Regions from separate parts of the Mus musculus genome. Here region 2 is linked to region 1. Evidence: chromatin contacts called from public promoter capture Hi-C data. All regions are on one chromosome and are shown on one strand. The core of a region is the stretch at or near the end of the contact, and the rest is flanking DNA. Distances in the headings are between cores, read along the strand shown. Region 1 holds the start of Prap1 (proline-rich acidic protein 1). Region 2 has its middle 14 kb from the start of Gm33504.

Region 1 (5,679 bases), core at 2,161-4,660:
TCCCAGCGCTTGGGAGGCAGAGGCAGGCAGATTTCTGAGTTCAAGGCCAGCCTGGTCTACAAAGTGAGTTCCAGGACAGCCAGAGCTATACAGAGAAACCATGTCTCGAACCCCATCCCCCACCAAAAGAAAACTCTGAGGGGGCTTCCAGCCCCTCCCTGGGCAGTATCTGGCACTCACAAGCGTGCTTGATCTCTTTCAGGCACTGCTGCTGGAGCAGGCTAATGCTGTATCCACCACCCTAGGAAAGAACTTAAGAGATGTAGATTCTCAGCAATGGCCACCACCCTTAGAAAGCATTTGGATAAATAAAGTTGTTAGTGACGCTAGGTTAAGGTGTTTTTGCTAGGGACTCTGATGTAGAAAATCTTAGAGAGCAATTTGAAGTTCAGAAAAGCATACTTTTAATATTTAAGCTAGGGCGTTTTAAAGGTCAGGGAACAAGAACAATAGCAGCACTGAGTGACGTGACTCTCACTGAGGCTGGACAGGTGATGATTGATTTCTTGTACTTATTTTTGACCTCAGCTTCCTTATTGATTTCATAACAATTATTGACGAGTAATTGCTGATGAGAGTAATGCCCTCTGAGGAATTAAAGTAGGTGTGACTGATTACATTTTATATAAAAGTTTAGATTTGCGATTCCTTTAAGGTTCTTATAACATTACTTTTTAAGATAAATAATAAAATACTCGATTCTGTCTTTTAACCACAAGTTGCTGCCTGTCAGTAAGAGAACCTGGCCGAGGAAACTACCTGCTTGCTCAGACTTGTTAATCTATGACAAGTTGCTTAGTTATGAATGTCCGTGAGTTCTTGGGAACACGTTGTTTTCTTTACCTGTACTGCGGAATGTTATTTCTGTAAAGGTGCGGGGGAACACACTGTGTTTTTCATCGTCATTCACTAGAAGATAAATGGGACCTAATCCCATTGTAATTCAGTGCTGCTTGAAAGATTTTGCTGGGCTACGGAAGCTACGGGAGAGGAGGGAAAGTGTGCTGGAGTTCCATCCTCCAGCTGTGTGTACATGCGCACATTTGTGCATGTGTACAAATATATATATGTGTTATGTATATATGTGTTATGTATATATGTGATTATGTATACATGTGTATGTGTGAAATGGTTGGAGTCTGCTTGTTGGAGCTTTGTTCCATCCATTCAGTGTGTGAATGTCTGTCTGTCTGTCTATATTTGTATGTGTGACATTATTAGAGACTGCTTTTGCTTCATCCTCTCAGCCTGTGTGTGTGTGTGTGTGTGTGTGTGTGTGTGAATTTTCTTTTCTTCCTTTTCTTTCTCGTTGGCACCTGACAGTTAAGAGTTCTGAGTCTCTCACTGGTCACTGAGTGCCAGGCCCAATCAAGCTTTGTTCGTTCCCTTGGAGACCAGTGTGCTGAGTGGTTTCTCTGACTGCTGGTTGCCATCAGCAGCAGACCCTGTTGGTCACCATCAGACCCTGTCGGTCACCATCAGACCCTGTCGGTCACCATCAGCACTGACAACGCAGCTCCATGCCTGCCTCTGTTTACCCCCTGGCCTTTGACATTCTGACAAGCTTTGTACCTTTTCAACTGCTGAGCCACAGCTCCATCCCACCCCCATTTTAAGCATAAATGGACACCGGAATTGTCAAGTGCACTTTTTCCCTGTCTCTTAAAAAAAGCTCATGCTCTTTGTCCTTCGTTTACAGCTTAGAAGATTAAACACTAGACCAACTTTACACTCTTGGGATCAATTCTTGTGTACTTTACTTGACACTATTTTATTTGTGGAGGATTATTGGTCTGCAGCTTTCATGACACTGCAGTGTCCAAGTGTCTTTCTAATGCTGTGACAAGACACATGACCAAGGCAACTTATAAAAGTGTCCAATTTGGGGCCTATTGTTTCAAAGGGCTGGAGTCTATGTCGGTCCTGATGGGGAGCATGGCAGGTGGCAGGCATGGCGCTGGAGCAGGTGATGACAGCTTGCATTTGATCCATAAACAGGAGGCACACCACACACACACACACACACACACACACACACCACATAGACACAACACCCCACATAGACACACACACACACACAGACACACATATACCACACACACACCACATAGACACATGCACACACCACATAGACACACACAGACACAGAGACAGACACATACATACCACACACACACATACACCACACACACATATCACACACATACACACTCCACATAGACCTGCACACCATATAGACACATACATAACAAGGTAGACACACACAGAGAGATACCAAACCACACACACCACATAGACACAAACAGACACATAGAGAGACATACACAACACCACACCACACACACACACACACACACACACACACACAGAGAGAGAGAGAGAGAGAGAGAGAGAGAGAGAGAGGTAACTAAGAATGGCATGGACATTTGAGCCACTATGTGGTTGCTGGGATTTGAACTCAGGACCTTAGGAAGAGCAGTCGGCGCTCTTAACCGCTGAGCCATCTCACCAGGCCCTGCATGGACATTTGAAACCTCAAAGCCTGCCCTCAATGACACTCTAATAAGTCCTTATCTCCTAATCCTTCCCAAACAGTTCCACCAGCCGAGGCTACTGTGTTAAAATGCATAAGCCCATGAAAGAGACATTTTTATCCAAACCACCACACAAGGCAACCTTGGACTTACAGAAGAAACATTGGACCATAGTCTTCCAATGCTGTGCCTGTCCCCATCACTCTGAAGAGGGTTGTTATAATGACATATTTGGTACTGTGTATTTGAGTAGCTTCTCACTATTGTCTCTTTGAATTTCAACAGTCTGGGGCATACCCCAGGCCAGGGGCTTCCTTGTTCTTGGGACTCCCTGAAGCTCTGGCTATCTGCAGTCACTGCCTGTCCCCACCAGGAGGACATCCATTTCCTGAGCTTTGAATATAGTTGCCTCTCTGAGGGTGATGTGCTCATTTACCTGGGATTTGGTGGGAGCACTGCAAGGTACAGCTGCTTCTTGGAGTAACAACTGCTCTATCCCAAGTCCCAAAAGAAAGGGGTGGGGCTCTGGGACCACTCAGCTACAAGAGTATTGGGGCTGGCAGTCTGGAGTATAGCATAGAGGGCTGAGGCATAACAGAGGACACAGAGCCAAGTGCCTATCTATGCAGGAGAGGGGAATGTAGGAGTTAGTTAGTGGTGCTGTGGTTGTGGCTGGAAGTCTAGTGCTAAAGTGGGCAGGTCTTAGAACTGGCAGGTGGGAGATCAAAAGTCTCCTGGGGGCTCAGTCTATGCTCTCTGCTCACGCTACATGGTGGGGCAGGCGTGGCTTATGGCTCAGTGATTGCTGGCCCCTGACCTCTGGTCAGACACACCCATGTAGGAAAGATAAAACCAGGGTTAGAAGGAAGAGGACCAGGCACCTGGACCCTGAGATCTACAGCTTCGCCATTCGCCTAGAGCACTGAAAAGGAGCCCCAGTCATGAAGAGGTGATGCCGTGGCCTCTGGGCCCAAACTTTTCTACTCATAAAAGCTGGCAGCTGGGGGCATTGATCAGGGTGGGCCTGGCTGTGTGGTTACGGTCATACTGGGTCTGAGTCTAGGAGCTCTGGCTTAGAGAGAGGCCCTGAGAGTTACTCCATCTCAACCGGAAACCTAATTCCAGGAGAGGGTCTTAGAGGAGGAGAGGGAGGAAGGAAGAGAGGGAGGAAGGGAGGGAAACAAGAAGGGATGGAGGGTGAGAGGAAGGAAGGAAGGAAGGAAGGAAGGAAGGAAGGAAGGAAGGAAAAAAGGAAGGGGAGGGAGGGAGGGAGGGAGGGAGGGAGGGAGGGAGGGAGGGAAAGGCCTCTTTTCTGCAAAACACTCACCCTCGGGTCTGCAGCTCAGGGTTTACCTCCAAGTGGCCTCCAACTATGCATGAGGGTGGTTTGTCCCATGGGGTCCCTGAGCCAGAGGAACATTAGGTCCTAAATCTCCCCTGGGAAGAAGCAACATTCCAGGCTGTGATGTCCCAAAAGGGACAGTAGCAAGGTAGGCGAGGCAGGGGAATATGTAGCAGGCCTTTGAGGGATGGCAGGGTAGAGGCAGTGCAGGAATCAGGGAACCTGAGAGTTGGTCACCCAGGAGCTAGGGTTTGTGTCTCAGGGAGGCCTACGTCCCCTGCAGGACCTTAGTTATCAAGGAAGCAGAGAGAGAGAGAGAGAGAGAGAGAGAGAGAGAGAGAGAGAGAGAGAGAGAGAGAGTGTGTGTGTGTGTGTGTGCAGTACAAAGGCTAGGATGAGGGTCTCCATGTTTATTTCTCTTCCCAGCACACAAATAGGCCTTTGCCTAGTGGTCCTGAGGTGAGACATGTGTATTCAAGTCTGTGTCCAGGTCCTTACCTGAGGCCTTTGAACCCTATCCCAAAGGGCTGAATCATAGAGACGAGAGTTTTCTGTGAGGCTTCATTCAACACACACACACACACACACACACACACACACACACACACACACACACACACGTATATACATGCATGCCATATACCAACAAACACACATATACTTCACATACATGCACATCTCTTTAGACCCACGTGTTCAGTATTTCTTCCGTCTTCATGATGGGGCTGGGGCTACTAGCCACTAGAAGTTATTCCCAATACCATGGATTGTGGCCTCAGGGATACTGTGGGGCATGGCCATGTGCTAGGGCCTCCATCCCCCACCCCTGTCAACATTTTCAGGCATATGTATGCATGTGTGTGCAAGCCCACATGTGTGTCCTTGTGTAGCCTCTGGAATCTTCAGCACTGCCAGTGTCCTGTCATAGCAGGGCATGAGGTGTCTTGGCCACAGGTGGAGAGCTTGGCATCAAGACACAGAGCAGGGGTGTCCTGAGCATTTTGCTTGCTTACTCTGCCTGCAGGTCCTTTTCTGTGAGGCCAGAGTCAAGATCTAACAATGGATCAGCAGAGACCGACCTTGGTCTCTCTGCCTATGACACACACACACCAGCAGCTCCAGCAGGTCTTGACTCCCTCACCACCTCACATTCTCTCTCTGGTCCCCTAGGTTTCTCCTGGCCACCTGTTTGGTGGCTGCACTGCTGTGGGAGGCAGGCGCAGCTCCAGCACACCAGGTATGCAAGGGGCCCCTCTGTCCAGCTCCATTCCTGGCTGCTGGCCTCTGCCCCAGTTAGCAGGAAATACCGGAAAGGACTTCTTTCTCTCCACCCCCTAAGCTGGCGAGGCAAGCAGGGATGTGTGGTGAATCTGGTAGCGGCACCATGTGAGCACAGATGAGGGGCCTCAGGAAGAGAAGGGTTTGAGCCCTTCTGGGGTCTCCTGGGCAAATCTCCAAGACACTGAGGTTAACCGGTGAGGACATGGGTCTCTATAACAGCCGGGCAACCAGAAGGACGTATGTGAGCCTCCATGACACCCAGGTGACCCCAGGATGGGAAAACATGGTCCTTCCTGGTGTTCAGGCAGCCCCAGGATGAGAGGATATTGGTCATGACACAGATGATTATGGGTAGGGACGTGGCAGTCCAAATGCCTCAGAAGACCCTGTGTGAGAGGGTCCTCTCCATACTACCCTGGGCACACTCACTTAGAGGATGGTTTATAGACTAGAAACAGTTGCCCTGGCTGAAAATTCACTGAGCTTGCCCTGGGCCAAGTCCACTCACTCTGCACATGTGGC
Region 2 (5,679 bases), core at 963-3,462, 900 kb after region 1:
AAAAAAAAAAAAAAAAAGAAGGACTGCAGGACTACCTCAGCTCTCTCTCTGTCTCCCTGCTTCCTACCCCTCTCTTCCTCCTCCTCCTCCTCCTCCTCCTCCTCCTCCTCCTCCTCCTTCTCTCTCTCTCTCTCCCTCCCTCCCTCCCTCCCTCCCCATCTTTTCTCTCTCTTCACCCAGTGTTTTCAGTTGGCCTTTTCTTCTCTTCCTTCCTCCCTCCTCTCTCTTTCTGTCCCTCTCTGTCCCCCTCCTTTCTCTACCTCTAACCCTTTTCCAGATCCCCTTCCCTTCTCCCAATAAACCTCCTTTTGTACTAGTCCTGTCTCAGGATAGTGACTTCTCAGGGGAACACCTTGGCCATCCCGCTGAGGTGCTCCCTCATTATACTTACACCCAGAGACACACAGGGCCAGATCATCTCTCTTAGGCAGAAAGAGCTCTAATAACAGTGCCATACAGAGAGGTTGTATAAGAAGGACTGACTCCCAGGCCTGTGGTGGGAGAAACAAAAGGTGTACTTGAAGGTTTCTTGAGCGAACAGGTCTTACACCAGGAGGAAGCCTTAATTAATTTGTGACCTAAGGTGATGTGTTTTATAAAAAGGTCAAAGATATGTTTTATAGGGCACAGTATGGTGAGGTGGGAGGGGTGCCTCAGTGGGCACATGCTAAGACATCCCTTTCCCTGAGGTACCAGCCATAGGACAGTTATTGTATGGAATAGTTTATTTGGGGGCATGGGAAGGGGAGTTGAGAAAGCAGTAGAGGCAGAGAAAGAGAGAGAATGAAGAACAGAGAGGGGGGGGAGGCCAGAGCCAAGAACAGTGGAGAGAAAGGGGGAAGGGGAGAGAAGGGGAAAGGGTCAGGGAACTTGAAGGGGGTAAGAGAGAGAAGAGGGCAGAGAGAGCAAGGAAGGGTCAAATAGTCCCTTTCATAGCAAGCCAGGCCTACCTGGCTGTTGCCTGGTAACTGTTGAGCAGAGCCTAGAAGGAATGCAACCCTATGTAAAAGGGGAGGAGCACGGGACTTAGAATACATGACAGGGATCACTCTTTGGGGATAAGCCAGTAGGGCTTGGCTAGTGTATGACTTGTATGTAATACCTAAGTCTTGCCAGGCAGCCTTGAACCCTGGGAGGCAGGGGTTCTGAGCGAGCTCCTGGTCTGGTCTCAACAGCCCTTTCCTGGTTGTGGTGATGACATCACTCACTGTCGCTTGCAGGCTTGGTGTTATTCATATAACTTAAATCCTGAGCGCAGGAAAAGCTGTAGGAGTGCCTGCTGCTGTCTCCTCAAACTCCTACCTCATGGCTATTGTTGATATTCTGTCCGGACTCCACCCCCACAGTTACCAACTCAGAAATCCACCTGCCTCTGCCTCCTGAGTGTGAGGATTAAAGGAGTGCACCACCATGCCAGGCATCTCTCTGTTGCCTCTTGCCCCCTTGCCTCCCCTCTCACCCCATTCCCTTCCCCCCTCTCTCCACGTGGCCATGGCGGGCTTCTACTCTTCTTCTCTCTCCTCTCTGCCTTTCTCTGCCTCTACTACTCTCTTAACTCCCCTTCCCATGCCCTGAATAAACTCAATTCTATACCGTCCTGTGGCTGGACCCTCAGGGGGAAGGGATGCCTTGGCATGGGCCCACTGGGGCACCCCCTTCACCCATATCTCACCACACCCCCGTAGAACATATCTTAATAGCTCTTTCTCTTTTTATGATCACAAGAGCTATGGGAGGCAAACTCTTAATCCTCGTGACTATGGGAGGCAGGTTGAAAAGAGCCTTCGTGGGAGTGGCCTTCCAGGTACACACACAGAGCTGTAACTTAAAACTCTGTTTCTCCTATCCTTGGTCTCTAGGAAATTCACCAGCTTACAAAGTGTCTTCTGAAAAGAGGAAAACATGACAGGAAGCTACTGCCATGCTGGCCTCCGGATCCCCTCCAGCACCCACTTCCCACCCTGTCCTGACTCACGACACTTGTGTCCCCCCAAACAAGGACATGCACAGCCGCAGCATGAAGTGGTCACGCTCAGGGGACCACACTGGCTCTACAGCCACGATAACCACCACCATCAATGTGCCCAGTGAGGTCTCAGTGCCTGACTACCTGATCTGGTCCCTGTTTAGCACACTCTTCATGCTGTCCAGATTCTGTGGCCTATGCCGGACGGTGAACGTGGAGGAGGAAGAGCAGGAATCTGAGAAGCTGAGAACGTGCTTGAGCCTGAGGCTCCACCTTGCCCAAATAGTGCCTGGTGTGTGTTGGGGGAGGGGGGAGCTTGTGCTGTGGCTGAATGACAGTCTGTTTGTCTGTGTGTGCCATGGAGTTGGAGGATGATACCTTGGAGATATCCAAGGTATATCCTGGGCAGATACAAGGTGATGTTGCCAGGATACCCTTGGGGTCAGATTGTACCCCCCACCCCCACCCCCGGCCTAGAGGAATTCTTACTGTCCAGTTCATGAAAAGCCTTTTCACCTTGCAGACTGGGCACAGACAGGACTCACGGGAAACAGAAACCCAAATGTAAAACGCCAAGATGCCTGTGCTAGGAGCTCCCACACAGTCTGTGCGTGAAAGGGGAACAGGGTCCCTGGCCTAACAGAGGCTGCATTGGGAATGGAAGATGGGGAACTGAGTTGGAACACTCTCAGCTCACTGGCTCCTGGGCACCTCACCATCTGTTTTCCTCCAGGCCTGGTACAGGAAGTGACTGGGGCTAAGTGGAAGGCTTTTGGCTCCCTGCTGCGGGCAGTGGTTAACAGCGTGCTGGGTAGGGGCCTCTTTTCAAATAATTGGCCTTTCCTGGAAAGGTAGGGCAGAGAGAACTGTCAATCCCAACTGCCATTTTCCCATGGTGCCCAAGAAAAGTGCAAATCCTGATGCAGACAGTCCTCAAATCTTGGGTAGATGGCCACTGCTTGACCTCGAAGAGAAAGATATCTGCTGTGCTGACAAACTTTGTCTGGAATTCCAGGGTGGCCCTGGATGAGGATCCGGGTTCCCTGAACTCAGTGGATGATGAAATGGGAGTTGGACATCCTCCCCTTTCCTCTGCCCACCCACCTCCCACAGCCTTGCTCGGGTTTATTCCTGGTTCTGTGGGTCGTGTTCCTGGGCTTAGGGGCAGCTGTGTGTGAAGGCAGATAGTCAACAGGAAGGAGGCTCAGGGCTCGGGCATCCCCTGCCGGTGGTTGGCGACGTTGGGACACGTCCTTTTCTAGATCCCTCGCTGAACACTGTTCAGTGTCATCCTCGCCTCCCCTCCAAATTTGCTGGAGTTTTCTGGAGGCCCCAGTATTGGTGCAAGGATTCCAGTCCTGTGTTCTAAGGATAAAATGTGTGAGTTCCGGAAGTCTATTCTAGTGCACTGAGTAGGGCCACACTGGGCGTGTCTTAGAGAGACTGAGGCCCTAAAGGCAGTGAAGACAGGATCCCAGCGGGAAAGCTGTTGTCTTACAGTAGGCTCCCCCAGAATAAGTCCTCGGGAGAAATCAAAGCCTGTTCCATTTGCACCAGCCAGTTGAAATTAAGTTTTGCTAATTATTAAAAAAATATTACACAGAACAAAAGTAATTGGTTGGGCTGGAAAGATGGCTTCGTTAAGAGCACCGACTGCTCTTCCAGAGGTTCTGAGTTCAATTCCCAGCAACCATATGATGGCTCAGAACCATCTGTAATGGGATCTGATGCCCTCTTCTGGTGTGTCTGAAGAGAGCAATGGTGTACTCATATAAATAAAATTAATAAATCTTAAAAAAAAAAAGGAATTGGTTTCCAACATTATATAATCACTTTGCTCCACAAACTAATTTACAATCTTGGGGTTTCCCATTTATTTCACCAAATGGCTGAAAGGCGACTGGAGAGTGAGCCATCAATTAAAACTCCTCCCTCAGGGTTGTGCTGGGGATAGTTTGAAACCAATAATTGTCGTACAGGACACATAACCCCATTCCAGCATCCGATGGGAACCAGCACACACAGGCTCCAGCTGAGATCCTTGACTCAAGACCAAAGCCCTGCTAAGTTCTGCTCTGACTGCAGCAAGCAGCAGCTGACATCCCAAAGTCATCGTTAGTTGATGACTAGAGTCCAAAGACATCAATCATAGCAGGAGGTTAAGTGAGCCAGGGCCAAAGACACAAATAACAATTAAAACAGTAGCAAAGGCTATGGAAGCCCAGGTCATATGATCATGAGCTGGATGGTTCCACGGTTTGTTTGGTTTTTTTTTCACACATACATGTACATTTTATTTGTGAATCATAGGTTGTCAAATCAAATTTGAAAATGAGACATTATTTCTTTAGAGATGAAAGAAAATAATCAGAATTGTCATTATTTTTTGTGGGTTCCACACTACCACAATACTCATGTTTGACAGTTCATGATTGTTAAATACCAGGACAATTTCCAGGGCACTCGGGAATCATTCTGGAGATGATTTCAATCTTCTCACCACTTCTGAAGCAATATGCAAGTAAGCTTTGGCCTCATCACTTCCAGGCTGAGAAAAGACAACTGGTTGACCCATATCCGAAGCTTCCCTTATACTGAGGTGCAAGGGAACATCTCCTAGAACACCAAGATCAAGGGTCTGTGCTAGTTTTCTTGCACCATCAGCACCAAAAATATGAGTTTTGTGTTTACATTTTGGACACTGGAAGACACTCATGTTTTGGACAAGACCAAGAACAGGCACATTGACTTTCCGAAACATCTCCACACCCTTGTGTGCATTCATTAGTGCAATGTCCTGAGGTGTGGAGACAATCACAGCACCTGAAATGGGGATATTCTGTGAAACTGACAACTGCACATCTCCTGCTCCTGGTGGCATGTCCACAACTAAAGAGTCCAGCTGACCCCAGTCAACCTGTCTCAATAATTTCTCAATGGCTGACATTACCATAAGGCCTCTCCAAACAAGTGGCGCAGTCTCTTCAACCAAAAAGCCCATTGACATACAAGCAATACCATAGTTCAAAAGAGGCCTCATTAAGTTATTTGGTGATAATTCTGGGGTTCATCATCTTTGGAATGGAAGGACCATACACATCCACATCTAACAAGCCAACCACCTTGGAAGAATCATTTGCTGCCAGCAGGAGAGCAAGGTTCACTGCGGTGGTAGACTTTCCAGAGGCCACAACAATGACTTCTCTAACATCTTCTATAGGCTTCTGCTTAGGAAGTCCTCGGGACATGATTTGTGTTCTTCTTTGTTTCAAGGCCTCACTCTCAGCGCCTAATAACTGGCGCCCACAACCCAAAGCTCGGCACCCCCAGGGCGGGACAGTGGCCGCGCCATCACCCCGGAGTGACACCCCGCCAAAGAGCAGCAAACACCGCCAGGTCCCCCTCGGTTCCACGGTTTTAAAGTTTCCTTTGATACTGCGAAGGGTGTGATGTCTCTGGATTCAGTCTCAGAGGAAGGCCGGGATTTTTTATTTTAATCTCTGAGGTTTAGATACTTACTCTTTTATATGCAGAACATAAATGAAACTTATGTAAACGGCAAGAGAGATTTTTGTGGCTTAACCGTTTGAATTTATCAGATTCTGAGAAAAAACACACATGAGTCCGCATTCAAGGAAATAGGGGTGAAAAACATGGTGACTTAACTATTGGTGATAAAGGTGCTTAGGATGGGCATAGCTGCCAATAACTGA

Evidence for each region. Promoter capture Hi-C pulls out the DNA fragments that hold promoters and counts their contacts.
Region 2: a promoter capture Hi-C map of pre-B cells shows a contact between it and region 1, with 2.3 times the contacts expected there. The contact joins the enhancer-like site here to the promoter of Prap1 in region 1. A contact is called at or near these places in 8 of 39 promoter capture datasets (the C10 cell line, the HPC-7 cell line, embryonic stem cells and 4 more) and 1 of 115 datasets of contacts at active chromatin or transcription factors (T-cell acute lymphoblastic leukemia).

The regions. Positions count from the first base shown.
Region 1 is chr7:140,089,986-140,095,664 of GRCm38.p6, forward strand. It overlaps Prap1 (proline-rich acidic protein 1), which reads left to right and starts at 3,411. Exons shown (of 5, transcript NM_009475.2): 1 at 3,411-3,483; 2 at 5,047-5,113. The coding sequence starts at 3,476.
Region 2 is chr7:140,988,144-140,993,822 of GRCm38.p6, forward strand. It overlaps the pseudogene Gm7514. Among named protein-coding and RNA genes, the nearest start is that of Gm33504, 14 kb to the right of the region's middle. Within about 2 kb of position 2,213, at least 77 of the 459 cell types and tissues checked have an H3K27ac peak or open chromatin away from gene starts, as enhancers often do. A contact at or near this core is called in the HPC-7 cell line and pre-B cells, where this site is marked.